Linked DNA regions of Mus musculus: region 1 is linked to region 2. The links are chromatin contacts, called in public Hi-C maps. All regions are on one chromosome and are shown on one strand. Each heading gives the region's core, a stretch centred on a gene start, on an enhancer-like site or on the middle of the called end of the contact. The rest is flanking DNA. Distances are from core to core; before and after follow the strand shown. Region 1 holds the start of Npm1 (nucleophosmin 1). Region 2 holds the start of Ppp4r3b (protein phosphatase 4 regulatory subunit 3B).

Region 1 (6,233 bases), core at 774-3,273, 4.0 Mb before region 2:
TGTGTGCTACAACCACCACAGCAGGATCTTGAAATGGAGATTTCTCAAATGGCTTTCTTTTCCTATATCTTTATCTAAGAGAAACTTTATCTAAGTTTCTCTTATAGGATACCTTCTTGGCTACTGTCTACAGATATACCCAGAAGCTCATGGGGTATTTCTCTTTTCAGTTTATTTTTAATTGATGTAAAGTGTATCTATCTATTTATGATGTATGGCGTACTTGGGAATATGTATAATGCATTGAATGGCCTAATCAATGTGAGTCTGGACATTTCTTCTCATATATCTGTAGTCATGTGGTGTAGTATGAAATACAGTTGTATAGTTGTCACTTGGTATCCACAAGAGATCAGCTAATTCCAGGATGATTCGTGCCCACACCCAAATATGCAGATGGGAAGATGTGTATTAAATAGCATGCTGTGTGTGTGTGGAGACAACTGTTGAAGCTGGGCATTGGCCATAGGATTCTGTTTTTATGTTTTAAAGCATGCTAAAAACTAATAAAAGCATGGAATAAAAAAAAAAAAAAGATAGTATTTTGTTGTAAGGTAATATACACAGCTCTTACTCATTGTACCTAAGCATGTGGCATCATTCAGTGACAACTAAGGCACCTAAAGTTTCGGGGAGGCAGGAAGAACTGAGTCTCTGTGTAGTCCTGCCTATCCTGGAACTTGCTCTGTAGACCACTGGTCTTGAACTCCTGATCCACTTGCCTGTGCCTCCAGAGTGCTGGGATTAAACCAGCATGAGCTGCATTTAAATAAGCTTCAGAATCCAGAAACAATCAAACTGTCTGGCTTGCACAGGCTCAAGGGGTATCAATGCTTCCTCCTGCACCTTCTCAGTTTGGATGGTCAAATTCTGTTCACCCGTTCTTTCCCACACTATACCCAGTCTATCTCTGTTTATTTTATTATTATTATTATTTTGGTTTTTCGAGACAGGGTTTCTCTGTATAGCCCTGGCTATCCTGGAACTCACTCTGTAGACCAGGTTGGCCTCGAACTCAGAAATCCGCCTGCCTCTGCCTCCCGCAAACTGGGATTAAAGGCGTGCGCCACCACGCCCGACTTTTTTTTTTTTTTTCTCTGTTTATTTACACACACAATTCTTCCAAGTTTCATGATTTTTTCCTTATAGTTGCAAACTGAAATTCACATATTGACAGATATCTCCGAATTTAGGATTTGATACGTAATGGGCTCACATGCATTTATATCTGACACGTCTCTGGAGTCTACAAACATTGGTACCATTATCTACATTCCTCCCCCAAATTCTTAAATATGCTAGCTCCATGTTGAGATAAAAAGATTAGGGCCGCTGTCAGAAAGCACCCAACGCTGAGGGATGTTCGTCAGGATTCATTTTAAAGCGCTAATTCCCAGCCGAAGATTCGTATTAAGGCTCATGAATTTCTAAAAAAGCGATAGGCCTTCATTTGGAATGATGAAGACGGCCTGCGTTTTCTCAGTTCTGCACGCTCTAAAGTTTTAGAAAGATGCTCTTTGGAGGCGACTGACTGGGTTTCTCTTTGGTCCCCAAATGACATAAAGCTGATAATTTTCGTTTTGAAAATGCTGCCTCAGAAAAGAGGTGCAAAAGCATGGCTGCGGGGAAAGTAGCCTAGATCCAGCCACTCCGCCCTGGGCTCCTGAAGCTACGTGAAAACGAAGAGCAAGCCTTCGAGCAAGCCAAATCCTGAGGTGATTATGCTTGTTCCAGGCCTACGGGGAACGGAGGGTGGAGAAAAGAGACGCTCTGTGGTTCCCTGGCTGCAGCCGCCATCTTTCAGGGTGGGCTGCGCACGCTCTCGGCCCTGGGCCCGCGAGCACGAGCGGAGAAGACGTGGAAGCCCTGAAAACCCAGAGCGAGGCCACAAAGAGAAAACGCGCCTGCGCTTGGGCGACAGTAGTGGAGGGACGGGGCCAGAGACGAACGCGCGTGCGCAGTGAGAGCCCGCCAAGCACCTGGAGGAGGAGGGGGGCGAGGTACCTAGGCGTGAGGATGAAAGGCGCACGCGCAAAAGCGCGACTGTGCGGGGAGTGGGAGGGATCCAGAGGAGGCTCGCGGAGGCAGGACTAGCGCAGATCTCGCGAGATCTCCTGCGACCATATATACGTGCGGAGAGCCCGCGTCCTTTCCTTGGCGTGATTCCGTCCTGCGCGTCTGTTCTGTGGAACAGGAGGCAGTTGTTTTCCGTCCGGCTTCTCCCACACCGAAGTGCGCGCCTCCACCTCATGGAAGACTCGATGGATATGGACATGAGTCCTCTTAGGCCTCAGAACTACCTTTTCGGTAACTGACTGGAGGGGGAAGCGTGTGCAGGGCCTGGTGATGGGGGGGGGGGCGGGAGCCCAGCCGAGGCCTGGCGTGTGGGGAACGCGGCGTAGGTGGAGGCCGGAGAGCAAGGAGGAATCTCCCAGGCCTTAGAAGCAGCGGCCTGAACACTAGGAAAGCCGCCGGAAAATGGGGCGGGAGCGGCCCAGCCTGTAGCCTCGGGTGTTAGGAGCGGCCGGCCGGCCGGCGAGGGTGCGACCTTGCCTGTGGCGCGAACTTGAGAGGCGTTTCTCCTGTGCACGAAAGCCCGCACGGTCGCTTCCGAGCTCCTTTTTTTCCTCTTGTGTTGAGCCACGGCAGGCGGCACGGGAGAAAGGGGCCTGTGGAGCGAGGCGAGGCCTACCTCCGCCCTGTTGGGGAGGATACATCTGCAGGCGCTGGGCTTTCCAGGGGCCGCATCTTGTATTCTGTGGCGACCGAGGGCTTCGCCCAGTAACGGGGAATGGTCCGAGCAGGCGCCCTGAGGCAGAAGGGGCAGCAACCCCTAGGAGCACGTGGTTGCCACGTGGTTGGGGGTTAGGGAGGGGGTGTGGGCTCTACATCCGGGCTCTCCGACTCTAGCCAACCTTCAGCCGTGGGATCTTGTGGCTTAGTTAAAAGTTCTGGGAGGGAAATGTTTATTTCATAGCCCGTGGCGTATGGGTTTTTGAGATCTTTGTTCATATCTTTCAGTATCCACAGTGATGGAGCCCCCCCTTTTTAATTTGCCTCTGGTAGGCGGAGTCAGCATCACGTTGCAGATAGCTGTACTGATGGCCCACGTGGCTTAATGTTAGGAGTACCCTTAAATCATCTACCTGGCTCTATCTAGAACTACTTTTTCTTGGGGTGGGGAGAGGGAAGGATCTGTTGAACAGACAAGATTCGCTTTAGCATCAAGGCTTTTGGGGATCACATCTATAGTCTTGCTGCCTACCCTACACCCAGTTTTTGTTTAAAAGAATCAGTTTGTTTTTCAGTGATTCACGTTTTAGCTTTTTAACAGTCCTGAGATTAAAGGAACAGTGAACTCTGCCACTCGTTCATTAATTCTAGTAGTGTTTATACCGATTTCACCATACTACTTTAAAGAGACTCATTAAGTCTACTGTGGAAACCAGCAATGTTGCCTCAATGTAGTTAGTACTATGAGAAAATTAAAGATTTTTTTTTTTAATGTTTCATTTGAGTTGATTTCACAGAACTTTAGGCTTTGGGTTTTGATGTAAGTATCATTGCTAGGTTTGCTTTCTTGTTTTTGTCTTACATACAGGCTGTGAACTAAAGGCTGACAAAGACTATCACTTTAAAGTGGATAATGATGAAAATGAGCACCAGTTGTCATTAAGAACGGTATGTAAGCTCTGAAACTTAAAAACATTTCAGACATTTCCTACTGATGAACTAGGAGTTTAATCCCAGAAAAGATAGGGGATCTTTGTCACTTGTAATTTTGTATAGCTTGGTCACTCCAAGGTGCTAGATAGGTGCTTTGTAGAACAGTGCTTGTTTTTAATCTGCCAGCTTTATTCATTTAAAGGAACAGTTGTGTATATGGTAATTCTGTTGTGAAACGCTTCAATTCTAATTCTAATGGTGAGATGACTAGTTTTCTTTTCGTCAGTAGTGGTGAAAAGCCACTTTAAAAGTTTCTTTGAAACATTTTTATTCACAGGTCAGTTTAGGAGCAGGGGCAAAAGATGAGTTACACATCGTAGAGGCAGAAGCAATGAACTATGAAGGCAGTCCAATTAAAGTAACACTGGCAACTTTGAAAATGTCTGTACAACCAACAGTAAGTACATTTCTAAATTTTGGATTTCATGTTGGTTCAGGTCTCTTGCGTCATTTGGGGTCAGTGTCATTTAGGTTTTGCAAAGACGTATCTTTTACCAAGATTATTTCTGCTGCTATTATAAATAGGTTTATTTCATTGTAGAACTTGCTGGTAATATCTGTTGTAAAACTCTTATTTTTAGGTTTCCCTAGGGGGCTTTGAAATTACACCACCTGTGGTCTTACGGTTGAAGTGTGGTTCAGGGCCTGTGCACATTAGTGGACAGCATCTAGTAGGTAGGTTTTTTTTTGTCATAGTTTTCAATATAGGCTAGCTTTTTTAATATTTTAAACATTTGTATCTTTGCACATCTGCCATGGAATGCTTGTCCTGGTCAGACAAGACAATTTCCCTAGCATCTTTAATTGCTATCACATGAGTTCTGGGGATCAATCTAACACGACGAATGTGTTTGGTTGGGTTCAGCTATTCAGGACCCTATGACCAATGAGGCTATCTTTCAATCTAGACTTCCATTTGGACTGTCGTAGTTCTACAAAGACCTGATTTCTGTCTTTAAAATACAGTAAATCTTTTCTGTTCATTTGCTACCTTTAATGGAATCTTAAAAATGCTATGGGTTACTTGTTCTTGTCGAGTTAGTATGTCTAATTCTATTTTAGCTGTAGAGGAAGATGCAGAGTCTGAAGATGAAGATGAGGAGGACGTAAAACTCTTAGGCATGTCTGGAAAGCGATCTGCTCCTGGAGGTGGTAACAAGGTTCCACAGGTAAAGAAAGGAAAGATCTTTTTGTTTGTTTTTTGTTTTTCAAGACAGGGTTTCTCTGTGTAGCCCTGGGTGTCCTGGAACTCACTTTGTAGAACAGGCTGGCCTTGAACTCAGAAATCCACCTGCCTCTGCCTCCCGAGCACTGGGGTTAAAGGTGTGTGCCAGGAAAGAGTTTTAAAAAGTATTTCTGGCTGGGGGTGGTCTACAAAGTGAGTTCCAGGACACCCAGGGCTACACAGAGAAACATTGGTATCGAAAAAAAAAAACAAAATTTCTGGCATTTACTTTGGCTAATCACCAAAATTTCTCTTGCTAATGGATGCATATTATTCTTTCAGAAAAAAGTAAAACTTGATGAAGATGATGAGGACGATGATGAGGACGATGAGGATGATGAGGAGTAAGTATAAGTACTATGATCTCAAAAACTTGATCTTACAGGTACTTGTAAGGGTTTAGGAGGATTGACTTGCCAGTGGTTGATGTTTGAAAGTAAAAGATTTTGACCTATGATTCCATGTTTGCCTTACAAACAAGCTATTTATTGTATGTGGGACATTGATGGGGGGGTTGAATTAATTTATTTTTTTGAGACAGGGTTTCTCTGTGTAGCCCTGGCTGTCCTGGAACTCACTCTGTAGTTCAGGCTGGCCTGGAACTCGGAAATCTGCCTGCCTCTGCCTCCCAAGTGTGTGCGCCACTGTGCCCGGCTGGGACATTGATTTTTCTTGGGAGTTATTGTTAGGAGTAAGATTTTATGTGTTCAATATAAGTAACAGCTAGATGGGAAGTATGGAATTCGTTAAAAATATTTTTATTACATATTTTCCTCAATTACATTTCCAATGCTATCCCAAAAGTCCCCCATACCCTCCCCCCGAAGTATGGAATTATTATTTGTAGTCTTATATTTGTTACCTTCCTGTCTTATAGAAGTTCTGGAATTGGTCAAGTATATTCTGAGCTAAGATAACTGTTCAAAGCAAACTTGGGAACTAGTCTTCATTATATTGATTACTGTATTCATAGTGGGGACATAGTAAGGGACAAATAATAGTCTTGAGGTTATCAGGGTTAGTAGTTCTTCTGGTGTGATAATGGTTCATCATACAGAGATGATGCCCACGAGAATAAAATGATAGCTGAAGATTATTTACTATTTAAGTTGGAGAGTTTAATCACATTGCCAGAAAGTTCTGGATCAAAGAATGCAAAGAGGCTTTAAACACATACTCTGTATACAAGCCTATGGATTAAAGTCCTGGATCAGATAATTCAAATTGTTTGATTTCAAGATTGACTTTATATATTTCATTGTATATAGTTTAACAATGTTTG
Region 2 (5,622 bases), core at 2,236-4,735:
GTTTTACAAATAAGCCTCTGTACCATATGGTCTTTTCAATAGGAATAGTAGCTAAAATATCACAACACATCGAGAAAAGTTATTTTAACTAAATGTGTAGCTAATTGCTCATGAATATGCATCCACACTTACAAATGTCTTCATCATCATTTATATTCAGAGGTAGGAGATAAAAATGTCAAAATATTATTTCTTCACAACAAGCAAAGACTCCCAAGTCAACACAAACACAGAGTACCTAACTGCCTAGTTGAATTAGAAATTAAATTTATTTAAATGTCCTTAAATATATCTGAGATACAGAGAAACACTCAAAAGTTTAAGGCAAATGTTTTAATTGAATTCTTCACCAAAAAGATAGACACATATAAAAATTTTCCAAGAAAAAAAAAAAAAAAACTCACCAGTTGAATACTAAAATATATTGAAGAACTAAGAATGTATTGCATGCATCAACAATTTACATTAATATTTTTACCATTAATAAGCTTTACAAAAGATGTAATTTTATCTCTTCTGTGAAGTGTTTATAGAATCCAAATTCTCATAGACTTTGAAAAAAAGATAGACCTGATGCTATAAATACAAACCTAAAATGTCTTTCCTTTCCAAAGCCTGTCATAGTGACTTTATTTACAAAACACATCACACTACACCCACACAAAAATCAAAGGACTCACAGTTATATATATTAAAATTATAATACAGTATTTTAAAAAACTCCCTATGTTAACACAAATAAATCTTCAAAGAAGTGTGAAAACACAAATTTTAGAATACATGTAAAGTATGTTATCAATAGTATATTGTAAAAAGTTTAAAAACACAAAGACTACATATCATTTATGACTATATACATATGCAAGAAGGGTATAAAAAGCATATATACAGAATACAGAGCAATTTCATAATAGGGTTACCATAGGGAGAATAGAGAATAGACAAAATGAGGTAGATACAAAGGAGATTTTACCTCTATCCATGTTAAACATTACAAAAGGTTGAAAAAATATATTATGTTAATATTGTTAAATCTGATGGTGTTATTATATAATGGAGTCCACTATATTATTCTCTAAACTATTTAATATTGTTAGTATTTCATAATAAAAATGAAAACATCCACAGATGACGTCATGTTAACTAATTAGAAATACTAAAACAGATTTCCTTTCCCAAAGTGACAATAAATATTAACAGAAAATGCTGCATAATTACCGATGTGTATATTTATTAAGTACCCATTTATTATTTTAAAATATGCATACAATTAGAAGCAGACTTAAATACTACTTAAAAAATTCTTCTCCTTGGTCAAAGGATTTAACTTCATACCACAAACAGGCTCTCCTTGCTTTAAAAACATCTCTTTGAATTATTTCTTAATGGTAGTAAGTGAACACTCTGAATTTTCTTTTAAGCCATTTCTTTCAAATGTGACTTAGAACAAAAGGTTTAGTGCATATAGAACAGACCTGGCTTACTTTAAAGATCAAAGAATACATTGTATTGCAATACAAACAGTGGCTCAATTAAAAACCAACATTAAATCACCAATATAAAAACTGCTTTTCAGTCTGAAACTCTCAAACTGAAGGAAAATATATATGGTTCCTAATTTTAGTTACCAAACTTTTTTTCTTGTCTGGAAAATATTCCCATCTTTGTCACATAAATAATACATCCTGGATCACAGATGAAGTTTTCAAATTAAAGATAAACAACTACTTGCCTGCTGTTTCTGATATGCAGTGTTTGGATTTATCTTTGACTCTAAGAGTAGCGATCCTGAAAGAGTAAAAAAAAAAAAAGTCTGAAATTATAAAACCTTCAGTAGCACACATCTAGTAAGCATTTCATGTCTTCTCACCAGATGAACATCTGAAGCTACAAATGTATTTTAATTCATATTTTCTAAATAAAGACTACATGGTTAACTTAGACTGTTTCATCCTACCTCCATATGTCCTCAGAAGGAAGGAAATGTGAAATCAATATTCAGACTATGAGGTAACTAAAACCTTTAAGGTCTAATTGACCATTTGAAGACTAAACTTTAACAAAAGCTGTTTCACTGAATTTCCTGTCTAACAAAACAAATTACAAGGACCCCAGAGAGACTTACCATACAAATGATATTTATCCTTTTCCTTTGACAAACCCTCCTCTTCATAATGTAGAAATAAATGCCTCTTAACTCCTAATGAGGGACTCTGCACTAGTACAACATTTGCCCAAAATGATCTAAGATTGCTATTCTTTTATTTCTTGAATGCATTAGCTGTTCCAGTTGGGCAGCTCTTGAGTATATATAAGTAGTAGCTTTTTTATTATGGCTGTCAGTTTTTAATATTAAAATGGTTTCTATGAATTCTGCAATCAACAAATACAACTTCACAGTCCGCTTTAGTTTTCTAACTTGCCGAGATTGTGGAACCCACTTTTTCACTCCCTACAACGGCAGCCTTGGAGGGATCAATCAATAAATATGTACGTGCTTGTGTGTTTCGTGGCAACAGTCTGTAGTAACTCCAAGAGAAAGTCCGTTTTAGTTTTCCCCAGCACCTGGCGATTGGAACAACTGAAACTTGTTTTTAAGGCAGAGTTTCTCTAAACCTTTTATGCTACATAGGTACAACCGACAGGACTGTACCTAAAGCGGCTCGGGAGTCGGGGGTCATCTCATGGGCGATATTCCTACCTGGTCTTCTACTGACTTCCCACTCATACATTCTAAACCTCAACTACCGGGTTGGGATGGGGGGGTGGGGGGGGGGGGAGAAGGAGTCAAATCCTCAATAGGGATGGAGGCGGAGAACTGCGAGTTCACGTCTGACAGAGAGTAAATCCAGGCCCAGCAGTTTGTTTTTATCGTAAAGAAGGGCAGGCTCAAGACCAATGCGCTGTCCCTAGTGGTGCTAGTCAGAATACAGTACCGGAGCGCAGCGCTTAACCCTCAGGTTGTGCCGCAACCGATGCACTATCCCCTACCCCACCGTTCCAATACCCTTACCGTCGGACTCGGCACGAACCAGCAGCGACATCCCCTTGAGCTCCTCTACGTAAGTGGAGGAGACGTGCCCGGTGCCTCGGTCGTCCCATTGCCGGTCTTCGTTAAGGGTATAGACCTTCACTCGCCTCCGTGTATCCGACATGGTGGCTTCTGGCCCCACCGTTCCAGCCGCCACCTCCTCGCTCACCTCGCCGGTATCCCTCACTCTTGAGAGCCGGTAGTGGCGGCAGCGGCGGTGGTGGCAGCGACTCTGGAGAGGCCCGAGTTTACCATGGCTCTAAAGGTTTAGCCGCGAGAAGGGGTGACCAGAGCCACCGAGAGCCCTCCGCTCGTGGTCTCCGCTACCCCTCCCTTCACCGCGGCGCACAACCACTCTCCCTTCCTTTTGCGTCCCGGAGCTCGCTCGCTCTCCCGCTGCCGCCGCCCGCCGCGGTTACTACTACAGATCCGCCATCTTGTAACCCGACTCTCTGCCTTTCTCTTCCTCTTCCAGCAGGTTCGTACGGGCTGCCCTAGCAGGGGCTACGGCGGCCGACGAGCCCAACGCACAGTACCTTTACCTCCGAACACACTTCCGGAGAGTCAGACCTCGGCGATCTCGCGAGGAGTGCGCCGCCGAGGTGAGCCGGCCAAGGAGGGACTTCCTCCTCTTTCGGCCCCGCTTCCTGATTCGGGAATCTCAGTTGGGCGGGGAAGTCCCGCGAGCTTTTCTACCTGCGCCGGGAGGAAGCGTGTGTAGAAGGTTGCCTTGGCGATGGAGTTGCCGAGTTGTTCTTCGGGATTTGTAGGGCTGATGTTGGTCATGTGGCGGGTTGTCAACTCTGGACTTGCTCTCAGCAGAACAGAGCCAGGCTGAGAAGTCCGAATGCGTGCACAGGACTAGAGTGAAGCCAAGTGTAGGGACTCAGGCTGACAGCCCGAAAAGGACTGAGACGGGGTGAGGGTGTTCGAGTCATTCGTGAAGACGATGGGAGGTCGAGCCTTCACCCACTAAAATCCGTTATAGAATCTGCGAGGCTTCTGCCGGGAAGGTGTTCCATGGCCACGATGAGCAGTGGGCGATCTAATGTTCCACAAACGCGTTGACAGTTCCTATTTCCCGCCGAAGCGTTCTTCCGTTAGCCGGGTACCACGGACCATTAAAAGGTTCAGAGAGACCGGCGGCAGCGACGAGGCAAGCACAGGCGTACAGCCTCACAATCCTCGGGGAGCTCTCAGCTTCATGTGCCGCAAGAACGGTTTCCAGCGTGAAGTTAACGTCGCTCAGAGCGTGACGCTCGCCCGAAGGCATCCGCTCCCAGCGTAGTTCTGCCGCCTCTCCGTTCTCTTATATGGTCCCTCAACTCTTGGCTCTAACCTGAAAGGTGAACACGGGGCAGGTGCACATGTTGATCCCGCGGTGTATTTCGGGAGTTGTAGTCATCACCATGCTTGTCAAAGTGTGCTTATGATTTGACGAGGTTAGGCGGCAACTCATGTTTAAAAGGGTGTCTTATGTACATAGTCGCTTGATTGAAAAGGATTTCAAAATTTGAACTATCATTGCGATTCTTTAAATGTATGAGGGACCAAGAAAATTAGCCTGGTCTGCTGTCATTTGCCTGTAACGACTGCATATGGAAATTGCAGCCTATGGTATGTAACAGGATTCTGCCTATGATAAAAGGACGTGAATCACTATACATAAGTCCCTGATAATCTGTGACTGATATGGACAAAATGTACTTTGAACCAGGGAAAATATGACTTGTTTGGGGAAGGCCATAGAAAGCTTTCCAGAGTCAGTGTTTTAGCCCAATGTTAGAGGACACCCAAGGATTTGTCTAAGCATCCTTTTCATTGCCCACTCTAAAGGAGAAAAGAACGTTGGCAAGAGCACTGGATAGATCCTGGAAGCCCACTCAGCCTTTAGGACAGAAATTTCAGGTGCCCAGAGCATTCTCTGTAGAATGTTTTGGTCAGGGTCCATCCAGCTTATGCTGTAGTCTGGAAGCATCACTGTGCCATAGCCATACCTTCCCCCAGAGTCTTTTACAAGGAAACTACAACTCCAAAAGGTTGTAGCCCAAATGAGCCCCTGATGTCCTTGATCTTTACAAGTAATACCTTTATATGTGAAAAAATTAAAATGGCAAAGAACTTCTGCAATGCAAGGTAAGTCTCTTCAGCTCCCGCTTCCCGCTATTCTCCAGAAAACAGTGACTATATCACTCCCCACTAGATCCCCTCTCATTCTCACTGTGTGTGAGGTTAGACTGGGGGCAGTTCCTTGGTGTGTGTCCTATACATTTGTACATTTGATTTAATGCTGCTATCATCATCTAAAAATGTTAAGTAATTTTTGAACATTGTTTTCTTTCCACTAGGTTTTATGCTGTATTTTGTTTTAGAAATAGTTTAGCATGTGCAAATGTGTGTGTAAATATACTGTAGTTGTCTTTTGATGATTTAAATGACTGTTTCCAGGACTCAAATCCATCCCAATATCTGTATGATGAAGTCTTTCATATAAAATGGCATATGTTTTGCTTATAACCTATAAGGTCCTGCAGAATAATTTGTATCATTTTTGGATTATATTACTATAATACTTTATATAGTTATATTAC

The links. Hi-C and Micro-C count contacts between places; a contact is called where the count stands out from the background.
Region 1: a Hi-C map of CD8 T cells shows a contact between it and region 2, with 13 times the contacts expected there. The contact joins the promoter of Npm1 here to the promoter of Ppp4r3b in region 2. A contact is called at or near these places in 2 of 484 Hi-C or Micro-C datasets (B cells and CD8 T cells).

What each region holds. Positions count from the first base shown.
Region 1 is chr11:33,158,996-33,165,228 of GRCm38.p6, reverse strand. Npm1 (nucleophosmin 1) reads left to right here and starts at 2,023. Exons shown (of 11, transcript NM_008722.3): 1 at 2,023-2,307; 2 at 3,602-3,681; 3 at 4,004-4,123; 4 at 4,308-4,401; 5 at 4,789-4,895; 6 at 5,234-5,295. The coding sequence starts at 2,250.
Region 2 is chr11:29,170,839-29,176,460 of GRCm38.p6, reverse strand. Ppp4r3b (protein phosphatase 4 regulatory subunit 3B) reads right to left here and starts at 3,485. Exons shown (of 16, transcript NM_134034.3): 1 at 3,014-3,485; 2 at 1,733-1,788. The coding sequence starts at 3,155.